Regions from separate parts of the Mus musculus genome. Here region 1 is linked to region 2. The links are chromatin contacts, called in public HiChIP or PLAC-seq maps. All regions are on one chromosome and are shown on one strand. Each heading gives the region's core, a stretch centred on a gene start, on an enhancer-like site or on the middle of the called end of the contact. The rest is flanking DNA. Distances are from core to core; before and after follow the strand shown.

Region 1 (5,514 bases), core at 917-3,416, 240 kb before region 2:
TAGGTACAGAATGACACGCCATAAGTCACAGTAGCTTTTATCATTGGGACATGTTTCTGTCAAGACCAGTCATTCTCACACTGGCATTCAGAACTGCCAAACTTTTCTCCTACCTAAGGGAATGCACACCCACTCAGTCTCAATGCTGTTTGGAACTAAGAGACTTTAGAGAGTTAGGGAGAGGGAGAGGATCTAACACTGATGAATACTACCAATACAAACAAATACGAGGGCTGGAGAGATGGCTCAGTGGTTAAGAGCAGTCAGTGCTCTTAACCACTGAGTTCAGTTCCCAGCAGCCACAAGGTGGCTCACAACCATCTGTAATGGGATCTGATGCCCTCTTCTGGTGTGTATCTGAAGACAGCTACAGTGTACTCATAAAAATAAAAATAATCTTAAAAAAAAAACCCAACCAAAGAAATACAAACCAATACTTATCAACTAAGCCTCTTAGACATGTGGAGAATTTTATCACACAAATGGATCATCACTACTGGAACATGTGTTCTGCCTCTGAGTCCTTCATGAAACATGAAAGGAAACTATCCCTTTGTGAGTCAATGGTCATTATCATAAGGACAGAACAGAAGAAAAGTGGCATTATATAAACATCACTCTTTAAAGTAACAGGTTCATGGCCATTATAAAAGAAGCAGGCCAACAGGAAGTGGGGCCTTGAGTAGAGCACCTTGAAGTGCCATCAGTTAAAAATCCTGAGACCTTCCCTTTATGTAGCATACATCTTATAAAGTTCCCTCAACGCACATTTGTTGCTGGACAAAGCATTACCCACTAAGCTATGGATGAACGTTTGTTCCTTATTCTGCTTCTTATAATCATTTTTTTAATAGAGAAATGAAAGGAAGATATCTGGCAAAAGAATGGGGTCATTAAAGTTTCCAAACTATTAGAAACTTTACATATGGGCTCATCTGATTATCATACCAAAAGCTTGGAATAGTTTTAAGGATGGCACTATTCTACTAAATTGCTAACTAAATGAACCAACATATAGGGAAGTATACTAATTTGGATTTGAATATTTTCTTTCCTATTTAAGATGCACACTAGCTTAGAAATAAAGAAAGGAGTCAAGAAATGTACACGGTAGACCAGCTCAAGAATGAACTGGCAACAGCGAAAGGAATCCCATGATCTGTTGAATCTCCAATTCTCAAGCTGAGCTGCAACTTTGTTAAAGATCACATTTAGGTATCTTCTGTACTTTACTTTTTAAATGCGCACAAGGGTTGTGCAGCAGCTGAAAGTGGAGAGATGAGGTTCGATTGGCCATTTTACAGATCTTTATCTTCTGGGCCTTTCTTTTCTCTGAAAGTAGAAGATAGGCAGGGTGCGGTTGAGCCGAAGTGTCCCCTAGTGGTTATCCCATGGGTCTGACTCAGCCTCCTCCAGGGGGGACGGGGGCGGGAGGACAAGGTGGGGTGAGGGGGTGGGGGGTGGATCGAAGCTCACCCACCTCATCCACTGCTCTAAGTAGCATGCTTCCAGGCACACAGGCTCAGAGAACCCATTTAAAACCAGCTGTGCAGTCTAGTTTGCACTTGGCTCCCTTCCCAGTCTCTCACATGTGACTTCTTTGTTGCAGACAATGATAGTGACTAACAAAAGCACTCAGGGACTTGGTCTCAGTTGCATCTGTTGCTTTTCTCATTGTCTTAATTTAATTATGCTGGTTACCCTTGACAATAGTCTACAAGTGGAGGTCCTTTAGGAGCAGCGCTCCTCGGAGCTGGCACCCACCTTCAATGCACTTATTGAACGGTTATGAAACAGTTTCACATGCAGCCAAGCAAAAACTTTTTTTTTCTCACTTCAGCAGCTTGTCCAAGACAAACAAACCAGCTGAAACTGTTTCTAGTGTGCAACTAGACAGATTTTTTTGAAAGGAAAACAGTAGTGAGTAAATATTATTTCCAATTGACACCAGAGAAGGTAAGATTTAAAAGAAAAATGCCAGTTCTCCAGCTCTCTGGGGTTGATGAAAGAAACCAACCCTTTTGAAAGAAGGGCTAACCAGCTTATTAAGGAATGAGCTGGGGAAGGGATTAATCTGTAACGGAGGCCGTTTACTCTCTTCCACGGCTCTCACACTTTCCCCTGAAAAGTTACCCCTAGACTCTTTGAGAGTGAAGGTCATCAGAGGTTACTAACAAATGTCACAAGAATCTCATTCGACACCTGCTGAGGCTTTATGGTTGAGTGAATTCTCTCACCAGCTCCTCACATCCATTTTGGCAAGGTGACCTTATTTGTGTCCACTCCATTTCCAGACTGAGGCTTGCTAAGATTTACTGACGTGCCTAAGGCCGCAGAGGAACCGTTAGATTCCTCTAAGGTGATTGTTAGAGTCAAGAGAAGCAATGACAGTAATCATCACTGAAGCATCCATCACATGCTAAGGGTTACGTCATCCATGGCTTCTGCTTAAGCTTTCTTGTTTATCCCACACTATTACACAGGATGGGCACTGGCATCATGATCATTTGACATTTCTTATTACAGTTAAGCTGGGCTTCTGGTTTAGATTTATGGAAGTGCTTTCTGATTCTGGAGGTGACCTGTTAGTTACTCTGCTACTCACCACTCCAAAGAGATAAGAAAAAAGAAAAAAAAAAAAACCTCAAAGATCTCAAAAGTCTCAAAGATCTAACAGTGGTAGCTCATGATGTCATCAGCTGTCCACCTCCCCTGCTGGTTTATGAATGAAGGCATGATGTCTCGGGTAGAGGACTGTAAGATAACAGGGTGGGTGTCCTTCCTGACCACAATGTCAGCTTGGCTACATTCGCATGGTTGTTTATAGAGATCTAGAAATGTAGCACTTCCAGTTAGCAAGAGCTATCTCCTTGGATATTATTATTTCTTATTTTTTTCACCATGCCTATTTTTTTGGGTCGGGGTTTGCCTAGGGGAAAGGATATAAAAGAAAGATGATAGACTCTTTAATAAACTTCAGGAAGGAAGCCTTGATAGTTTCAATAGACTGTGTTTCCATCTTCCACCCACTGCAAACAAGTTAAGTATTGTAGGGCATAGTCTATGAAGGGCCTGGCATCCTATAAAAAATGCTGGGGAAATAATGTCTGGCATAGAACATTAGCATCTTATTTACAGAACAAAGTACTAACTCAGCAGTGACCTTCTCCATAGAAGGACAAATAGAAGAAGAAAGAACAGTGGATGATTGACAGGTGGCACAGACAGCAACTCTTCACTTGTTGAAAAGGATATGCTGTAGGTTTTGTTGTTGTTGTTGTTTTTTGTTTTTGTTTTTTCTGATTGGAACACACAGCACTGGCACTGTGCGGGATGATTCAGATGTCTTGCTACCAGCTTTGACATCTTTTGACTTCAAGGAATTCCAAGTTCAAATTCCAGGACACTCCAGTTGGCCTTTCCTTCTTGGTAGCCAAGCTGAGTGTTAGGATAGTTCGAAAGACCCATACTCCTATTGTGTATGGTTGACTCTTTAGGAGCGAGGCACACACACGTGTGTACATGATTTTAGTTTGCCTAGCCTCTGGCTGTCTTCCTAGCACGGCTTTCTTCCTCCTTTAATCTGATGGGAATCTCTAGTTACTCCTCTCCATCCCTATGACTTCTTCCTTTGAACATTTCTATTGTTCCAGGCTGACTCTTCACCTAAGCTGTGTCTGAATGTAGTGGGAATACAAAGACTGGACACACTCTTAGAAAATATACATCTTCAGTGGCCAACGTTGTCTTAAAGACTCCCCCTATGGTTGTTACACTGCCCTTAACACCTGATATTAATCTCAGACAGTCCTACCCGAGCTCCTTTCTAACTCTTCTTCTCTTGGGATCAGGTATTGTTGCTATTTGATGGTTTTCCCAAATTACTAAACTATTTTCTTTGATATAGGTACATATTCTTATCAAGTCTTGCTTGTTTTCCCAGAAGCCATGGGCTTCCATGTCTAGGTTTGATCGCAGATTCCCTACCTCACAAGAGTTATGTGACTTTAGACAGTCACTGACTTGTTCTGGCCTCAGTTTCCTCTTCTATAACTTGAAAGAGTTGGGGTAAAAGCACTGATGTCACCAAGCCATTTGATTGGTTGCTTTAACTTTAGTACTTTTATTTAGCACAGGGAGATAGCTACCATTGTGTGCATGGAGGCTCCATATCAGAGACAGTTGGTTCAGATCCACTCTGTGAACTTGGCCCTTAGCAATGCTATTCTAGTCTGGCTTGTGTGCAACCTTGGTGTGCCGACTTTTGTAAGAATACTGACATGTTTTAGAGTAAATTTTGAACATGTTTATCTCCCCACTTAAAGGGAAGCTCCCTGAGGCTGGGGGGACATATTTCTTTTATCTCCGTATCCTCCCTAAACTCAAGCAGGGTGTTTGAGAAACAAAAGCCAATAGCAAATGTGGCTTCTCATTTATACTGACTTAAATTTTCTGCAGAAACAATGGGGTAGAGTTTAGGTCAACAGTAAGCATTGTATGGCCACTTGTTGTGTTCACAAAGCAATATAGAATGACCCTCTCCTGTCTCAGAACTTACGCTGATGACTGTGGCACAATCTGTGTTAACTAAGAAGTGAATGGAATAGTGGGGAGCCTGGTTAACATGTTGGGATCCATCTTGGGTGTGTATCCTGACTTGGCCAAATGGGATCCATCTTGGGTGTGTATCCTGACTTGGACAAATGAGAGCAAGATTTTGACAAGACATTTAGCCTTTCTCAGTTTATTTTCTTATCTCCATAGCAGGGAAAATGATAGCATTTCCTATGTAGGCTTATGGCAAGGTTATTCACTAAAGCCAGTGGCATAGGGTAAGCATTGAATAACTGGTAGCTATTCTTATTATCTAGTGTTTAACAGTTCCTACTACCAGAGTATTTTCCATGCTAGAATGCCACCTCTTTTACTGCTGATTATGGGCCAAATTAGCTACCTCCTGGGTTTGCAGAGTACCCTCAAATGTTGGGATAGCATGCCCATAGCTCTTTCATCCTTTGCTCTTTTAATACATAATAACAAATGAATAAGTAACAAATAAATGTCTGATAAATAAGTAGGCATCTCAGGAGTCAAGGAACTTGCATTCTTCTTCCCTTTATTTTCTGATTTAGCCCAGCCTAATTTAGCAACTCTCTCACTCTGCAAATAGCCACTTGATTTGATTTCCAGCATACCTTCCTGTGATGTAAGAAACTCCTGGTAAATGGTTTTAAAGGCTAGAGGGAAATAAAAGAAGAAGAAAATACTGAAGAAATTTTTTGGGGGCTAAGCAGGCAGAAAATATTTATATTGTCTTTAACAGTCTGGAAAGATGTTACAAAATCCTGCAGGTTCAAGGTTGTTTAGATTAGGTTTTATGGACAAGTTGCTTAGGTATTTTTATTTGTGATAAATTCAATAACAATGACAACAATGACAAAAATAACAACAATGGTGGTGATGGTGACAAATTAGCCTAACTAAGCCATACTATCGTCCCCGGAGGTGGTTGAT
Region 2 (5,879 bases), core at 2,838-5,337:
ATAATATAATTCATATATAGTATATAATATGTAGATATATTATAAAACTTTAAACTCAGGCATAACTTATATCTAATCATTCCATTCTTGAAAATTGTTCTTAAGAAAACAACATGTCCCTTAAAATACCTGAATAGCAGCAATTATAATCAGAATGCCTAACTAATGATTAAGTTACCACTTTTAAATTATTATAAGATTATTAAAATAATGTTGAATCACCTGCGGCTAGATGGGCCATAGGCCCTATGAGAGCACGTGCGACCGTTATTCTGCTACAGGGACAGAATATCAAACCAATTCCCAATGACTCCCTGTTATACACAGAGGTTAGAACGTTACACTCCTTATTAGAGAAGCTTCCGTTTGTGACACAGAGATCAAAAAGTGGACAGGGTACAAAGAGTAAGAGATTATGGAGTGCTCAGACCTAAATGGGACATCTATGTCACAGTTACATCCCATCCTCCTAAGGCTTAAGGGTCATTTTGGAAAAGGGGGCCAAAAGAATGTAGAGTCATCAGTAGGAGAACAATTGTTTCAGATACACAGAGCAACTGCACATATGAGTAAGCAGTGGCTGTTGATACATACACAAGCCCCTTGCAAACTGAAGGCAGTCAAAATCCCAGCATGGAAAGGTGAGATGAGTAAGATGTCCCAACCCTAGGGGAGCAGCAGCTGGCAATTGACAGCTGTTGAAAATCTGAGAGGTAGTTTTCTTTTGTTTTCCCTCATTAATTTATTTATGTATTCACTTCACATCCTGACCACTTCTGAGAAGGGGGAGGTCCCTCCTGAGGAACCAAGCCACCCTGGCTCCTCAAGTCACTGCAGAAATAGGTACATCCTCTCCTACTGAGGCCAAACAAGGCAGCCGAGTTAGGGGAACAGGATCCACAGGCAAGCAACATTGTCAGGTTCACCTGCTCCACTTTTTGGGGGACCCACATGAAGACCAAGCTGCCCATCTGCTACCTATGGGGGCTAGGTCCAGCCTTTGTATGTTCTTTTGTTGATTGTTCAGTCTCTGGAACCCCCAAGGTCCTGGTTAGTTGACACTGTTAGTCTTCTTGTGGAGTCCCTATCCCTTCCGGGTTCCTCAGTCCTTTCCCCAAATGTTCCACAAGACTACCTGAGTTCCATCTAATGTTTGACTGTGGGTATCTGCATCTGTTTTGGTCAGCTGCTGGGGGGAGACTCTCAGAGGACAGTTATGCTAGTCTCCTGTCTGTGAATCCAAGCTGACAGATGCAAACATAGCCCGAGGCTTCAAGGTAGTTGAAGGTAGTTGAAGGCAGGCCAGCAATGTGTCCATATAGATCCTCTGAGGACAGCAAGGCACATTCCCCTGTATTGGTAGGGGTTGCTATTGTATTCATTTATGTCTGTTCCACATATGGCACCAAGTATAGCTGTCGACAATGTCTTCACATGTTGCATCATTGTGACAAGGCTTTGACCATCAAAGAGGCTTCAAAGTCTCACAGTGTATTCCTGTAAATCCACTACTTGGGCAGTAAGTGGGAGTTGTCTCCTCTATCCACACATAGACCTCCATGAAGACATGGCTGACTGTTACACTCATCAAAGTTGAGTTGACATGGGTCTCCAAGGAATCCAGGTACACAGAAGTAAGCCCCAGGAGCATCCTGATGTGTGACACCACATAGACATGGATGGCTGGGATTATTTTCTGTAAGTGTGAAGCCACTAGAAAACCAACCATGCTCCAGTGAAAATTCACACATCTGGGAATATATGAGTACCTCAAATTGGACTCACTAGCTTTAAATTTTCCCAAAAAATGGACATGATGTTGGGTAAATGTGGATGGTGAATCTGAGAGGAATTGGGGGAGGCTGGATCCTATCAAAGCACATTGTGCAAAACTCTCAAAGGACTAATAAAAATTAATGATGCCAAATCCATACACTGTAGTAGAGTGTCTCCTAGCTTAACTTTAAAATAGTAAGAGAAGTTTATAAAAATGTCCCTTAAAATTGTGTGTTGGTATGTGATAGGGCTCAGTAAAAGCTAACAATTACGGTGATATACCTAGGAAGAGGGGTGGCATTCAGTCTGAATTGGAGCATGATTTAGGTATAGAATCTGGTGTGATTTTTGACAGATTTTTCTGGTCAGTCAGGAGGGCAAGTCAGAGTGAGAAAATTAGTCATTGCTCTATAGGCATGACTCCAGAAGGGACATGTGAACAAGGGAGGATCAAATTTCACAACCACCACCACCACCACCCTTCCTCCAACCTCAGTCTGTCTGCTCTCTGGCTCTGTGATGTCATACTCTTCCTAAATCTGAAAACTAGGCAGCTATGCTTTCACTAGGCCAGAGGTTCTCAACCTTCCTAATGCCACGACCCTTTAATACAGCTCCTCATAGTGTGGTGACTCCCCAACCATAAAATTCTTTCTGTTGCTACTTCATAACTGAAACCCTGGAAAGGGTCATTCAACTTCCAAAGGGGTTGAGATGCACAGATTGAAAATGGCTACAATAGGTGATATGTTTTTAAGTGGGATGGTTGATTTTTTTTTCTTCATCTGGGCCCTGGTCTGTCTTTCAAGGTCCTTTTAAAATGTGCTCCTAGCAAGATATTGCTGAAAGGACCCAGATGTAGCTGTCTCTTGTGAGACTATGCCAGGGCCTAGCAAACACAGAAGTGGATGTTCACAGTCAGCTAATGGATGGATCACAGGGCCCCCAATGGAGGAGCTAGAGAAAGTACCCAAGGAGCTAAAGGGATCTGCAACCCTATAGGTGGAACAACATTATGAACTAACCAGTACCCCAGAGCTCTTGACTCTAGCTGCATATGTATCAAAAGATGGCCTAGTCGGCCATCACTGGAAAGAGAGGCCCATTGGACACACAAACTTTATATGCCCCAGTACAGGGGAATGCCAGGGCCAAAACGTGGGAGTGGGTGGGTAGGGGAGTCGGGGGGAGGGTATGGGGGACTTTTGGGGTAGCATTGGAAATGTAAATGAGGAAAATACCTAATAAAAATATTTAAAAAAAAAAAAAAGAAAGAAAGAAAGCAGGTAGGAAGTTCAAGAATGTAGTAATTTTGTAATGCAAGGTTGGTCTTTAATTGGTCCATGCTTTTGGAGGGAGAATGTTCTCACAAGCCAAGTACCATGGGGAGGGCAGTGGCAAAAAAAAAAAAAAAAAAAAAAAAAAAAAAAAAAAAAAAAAAAAAAAAAACAGGAGCTGTTCTGACAATAGTAGGAGTCAGACAGCTTGGAGTTTGGAGGAAACTGTAAGATAGAGGGAGGAGCTACGTCTCCATAGGCCCATCAGTGTTAAAAGAGACATTACAGCAAGTAGAGCTTTGCACATTCAATTAGCGTTGATATTCTAGAATTGAGTGGCAGTATAGATCAGAAATGGTTGATCATGTCTGACCCCAGATCATGAGAAGTTATATTTGTAGACAGAAAATGGGATGTGCCTATAGGGTAAAAAAAAAATTGTGAGGTACAGACTTGTCTCTTACTGGTTATCACACTTATCTGTTTTTCTTGAACAGGGTTTGAACAGTTGGCTGTCTGAGAATAAATTAACCTCAGGTACTTATTACAAGAGGAGGTTACATTTCCACTGACACATCAACTCAGACTACATTTCATCATGGGCAAGATATTTCTAGGCCAAACCCCAACTGTGTCTTAGAGATAGTGTGAGGCCAAGCCATCCCATTTAGAAGAGATCAGGAAACAGTCTGGAACAAAGGCAGGCTGGAGGCTGGCTATCAGATGTGCAAATGAACTCTACCCCCATTGTGTCTTAAAGTAAGCATGAAGGATGTTGGGGCCGGCCAGCGGCTCACATGTCCAGATTCGAGCCTGGAAGGCATCTTGGAACTGAAAAGAGGGAGCCAAGGCGGGTTGAGAAATAATGGAACCAAGACAACTAGTCTGCTCAAGGTTCAAATTTTTAATGGCAGACACACTTTATAAAAGGGGGGGGGGGAGTCCATTCCCGCCAATTCATCCTTGGAGCCTGGAATCAGCTGCAGGTGATGATGTGCAGGCTAGGGTGTAGTCTCCGCAGGTAGCAGTATCTTGAAGAGGAACAGCAACTGTGGCTCAACAATAGAGTGATCTAGGGAGGAAGGCTCCACCCTAGATAATCTCCTTAGTGGCAGCAAGGTCAAGTTCTGGCTCAGCCTGCTTCAGGCTAATGGGAGGCTACAAAGGATATGAAAGTCAAGGAACAGAGGTTACAGAAGACATAATTAAAATTTCCTTTGTCTAGAAATAGCCCTCAGCACATCCTATTTACACAGAGAGCCTACTGATTTCCAAGCAAAGAAATACAACCGCCTGCTCTACAACTGAGAACAGTTTTTTAAGTAAAAGTGTAAATAAAGACCTGACAGAGATAATGACAACTTAATTAAACACCCAGAAAAGGACATGTGTGGCTAATTAAAACTCAGATAGTGATGGTGGAAGGAAGATACAGTTATTTTGTTTCATACTAAAAACATGTCTGGAGAGCAACTCAGAGCTACAGAAAGCCCACAGTATCATCCAGTGGGACAGGTTCTTTCCATCTTTCCCCTCTGCTAATCTTAATGCGATTCAGTTAAGTTCACTACCAGGACTCCGGCCACCTTGTTCAGGTGTACAGCATGAAGCAAAGGGTATGCACGCACCATGATTCTTTTCTACATAAGGATCTTTCTGAGAAGTCTCCTGTTCAAATAACACAGATAGAGTTGTCACCTTTTCAGAATATCACTTTCTGTTGTCTGTCTGTAACTATAACCTGCTACGTCTTGGGTTAAAAAGAGGGGTAGAAAGAGTGTAAGACTCAGAAGACCAGGGCATACTGGGAAGTTGTGTCTTCTGGATATAACAGGAAAGCCTCATTCATGAAGTCTTAATAGTAAATTGCTTAAAGAGACCAGAACAATGACACCAGTGGACATGCCAGTGAAAATGGGGGAAATCTCACCAGGACCTGCTGTTAGATGAAAAGCTATAAACAAATAATGAATACTAAGAGAGGCCCCTAATTAGTTATTCAGTACCAGCTGGTCAACCCTAAAAATATATACATCCAAGCCACAGTAAATGCTTTTAGCAGGTTGTGTTTATATGTATACATGTGTGTAAGTATGTGTATATACACTTCCATAATGATAATTTTTAAGCAGAGTCCATGAATGTGAGATGGGGCTGGGAGTGGTAAAGACACAGGGGGACTTGGTGGTAAAAGAGGGCAAGGGAGCTCTGTCAATGCAGTACTAATGCAGACTGCAGAAATGCTCAGAAATATGTTTGAGTCTCTATATTTTATACAGACACACACATTATATACATATATGTATATATGTATATATACATATATGAAAACATTCATTTATGTGTACTGATAAGGAATACTCTCTTATGAGTTTATAAAATGCGACTAAAAATTGTTAAAATTAAAACTTCAGCCATCCTTGGTCCTGTGAAGGTTCTATACCCCAGTATAGGGGGATGACAAGGCCAGGAAGCTGGAGTGGGTGGGTTGGGGAGCAGGGAGAGGGGGAGGGGATAAGGGATTTTCATAGGGGAAACTGGGGAGGGGATAGCATTTGAAATGTAAATAAAGAAAATATCTAATCAAAAACAAAAACAAAAAACCTTCAGCCATGAGGTAAATGTGGCCCTGGAGAAAGAAATATCAGTTAAGCAGTTAGTCAGCTAAACCATTATTTTGAGCAACTTTGAAGTAAATTTAAAATAGATGCAACGTCTAATGAATTGCCTCAGTGAACCATTTTTTTATTAAAACATCAACTAACAAAGTTAATTCAAAAGATTTAAAAAAAAAAAAGCATAAAAAACCACTAGTGTGTTCTATGG

What was found. HiChIP or PLAC-seq counts read pairs in DNA pulled down with a chosen protein or histone mark.
Region 1: an H3K27ac HiChIP or PLAC-seq map of embryonic stem cells shows a contact between it and region 2, with 9 read pairs. The contact joins two enhancer-like sites. A contact is called at or near these places in 4 of 484 Hi-C or Micro-C datasets (bone marrow-derived macrophages and embryonic stem cells), 8 of 115 datasets of contacts at active chromatin or transcription factors (all in embryonic stem cells) and 1 of 9 other capture datasets (embryonic stem cells).

What each region holds. Positions count from the first base shown.
Region 1 is chr10:87,923,508-87,929,021 of GRCm38.p6, reverse strand. All of the region lies in intron 3 of Igf1 (insulin-like growth factor 1), which reads right to left. Among named protein-coding and RNA genes, the nearest start is that of Igf1os, 63 kb to the right of the region's middle. Within about 2 kb of position 2,166, at least 82 of the 459 cell types and tissues checked have an H3K27ac peak or open chromatin away from gene starts, as enhancers often do. A contact at or near this core is called in embryonic stem cells, where this site is marked.
Region 2 is chr10:87,684,384-87,690,262 of GRCm38.p6, reverse strand. No RefSeq gene overlaps it. Among named protein-coding and RNA genes, the nearest start is that of Gm30073, 110 kb to the left of the region's middle. Within about 2 kb of position 4,087, at least 8 of the 459 cell types and tissues checked have an H3K27ac peak or open chromatin away from gene starts, as enhancers often do. A contact at or near this core is called in embryonic stem cells, where this site is marked.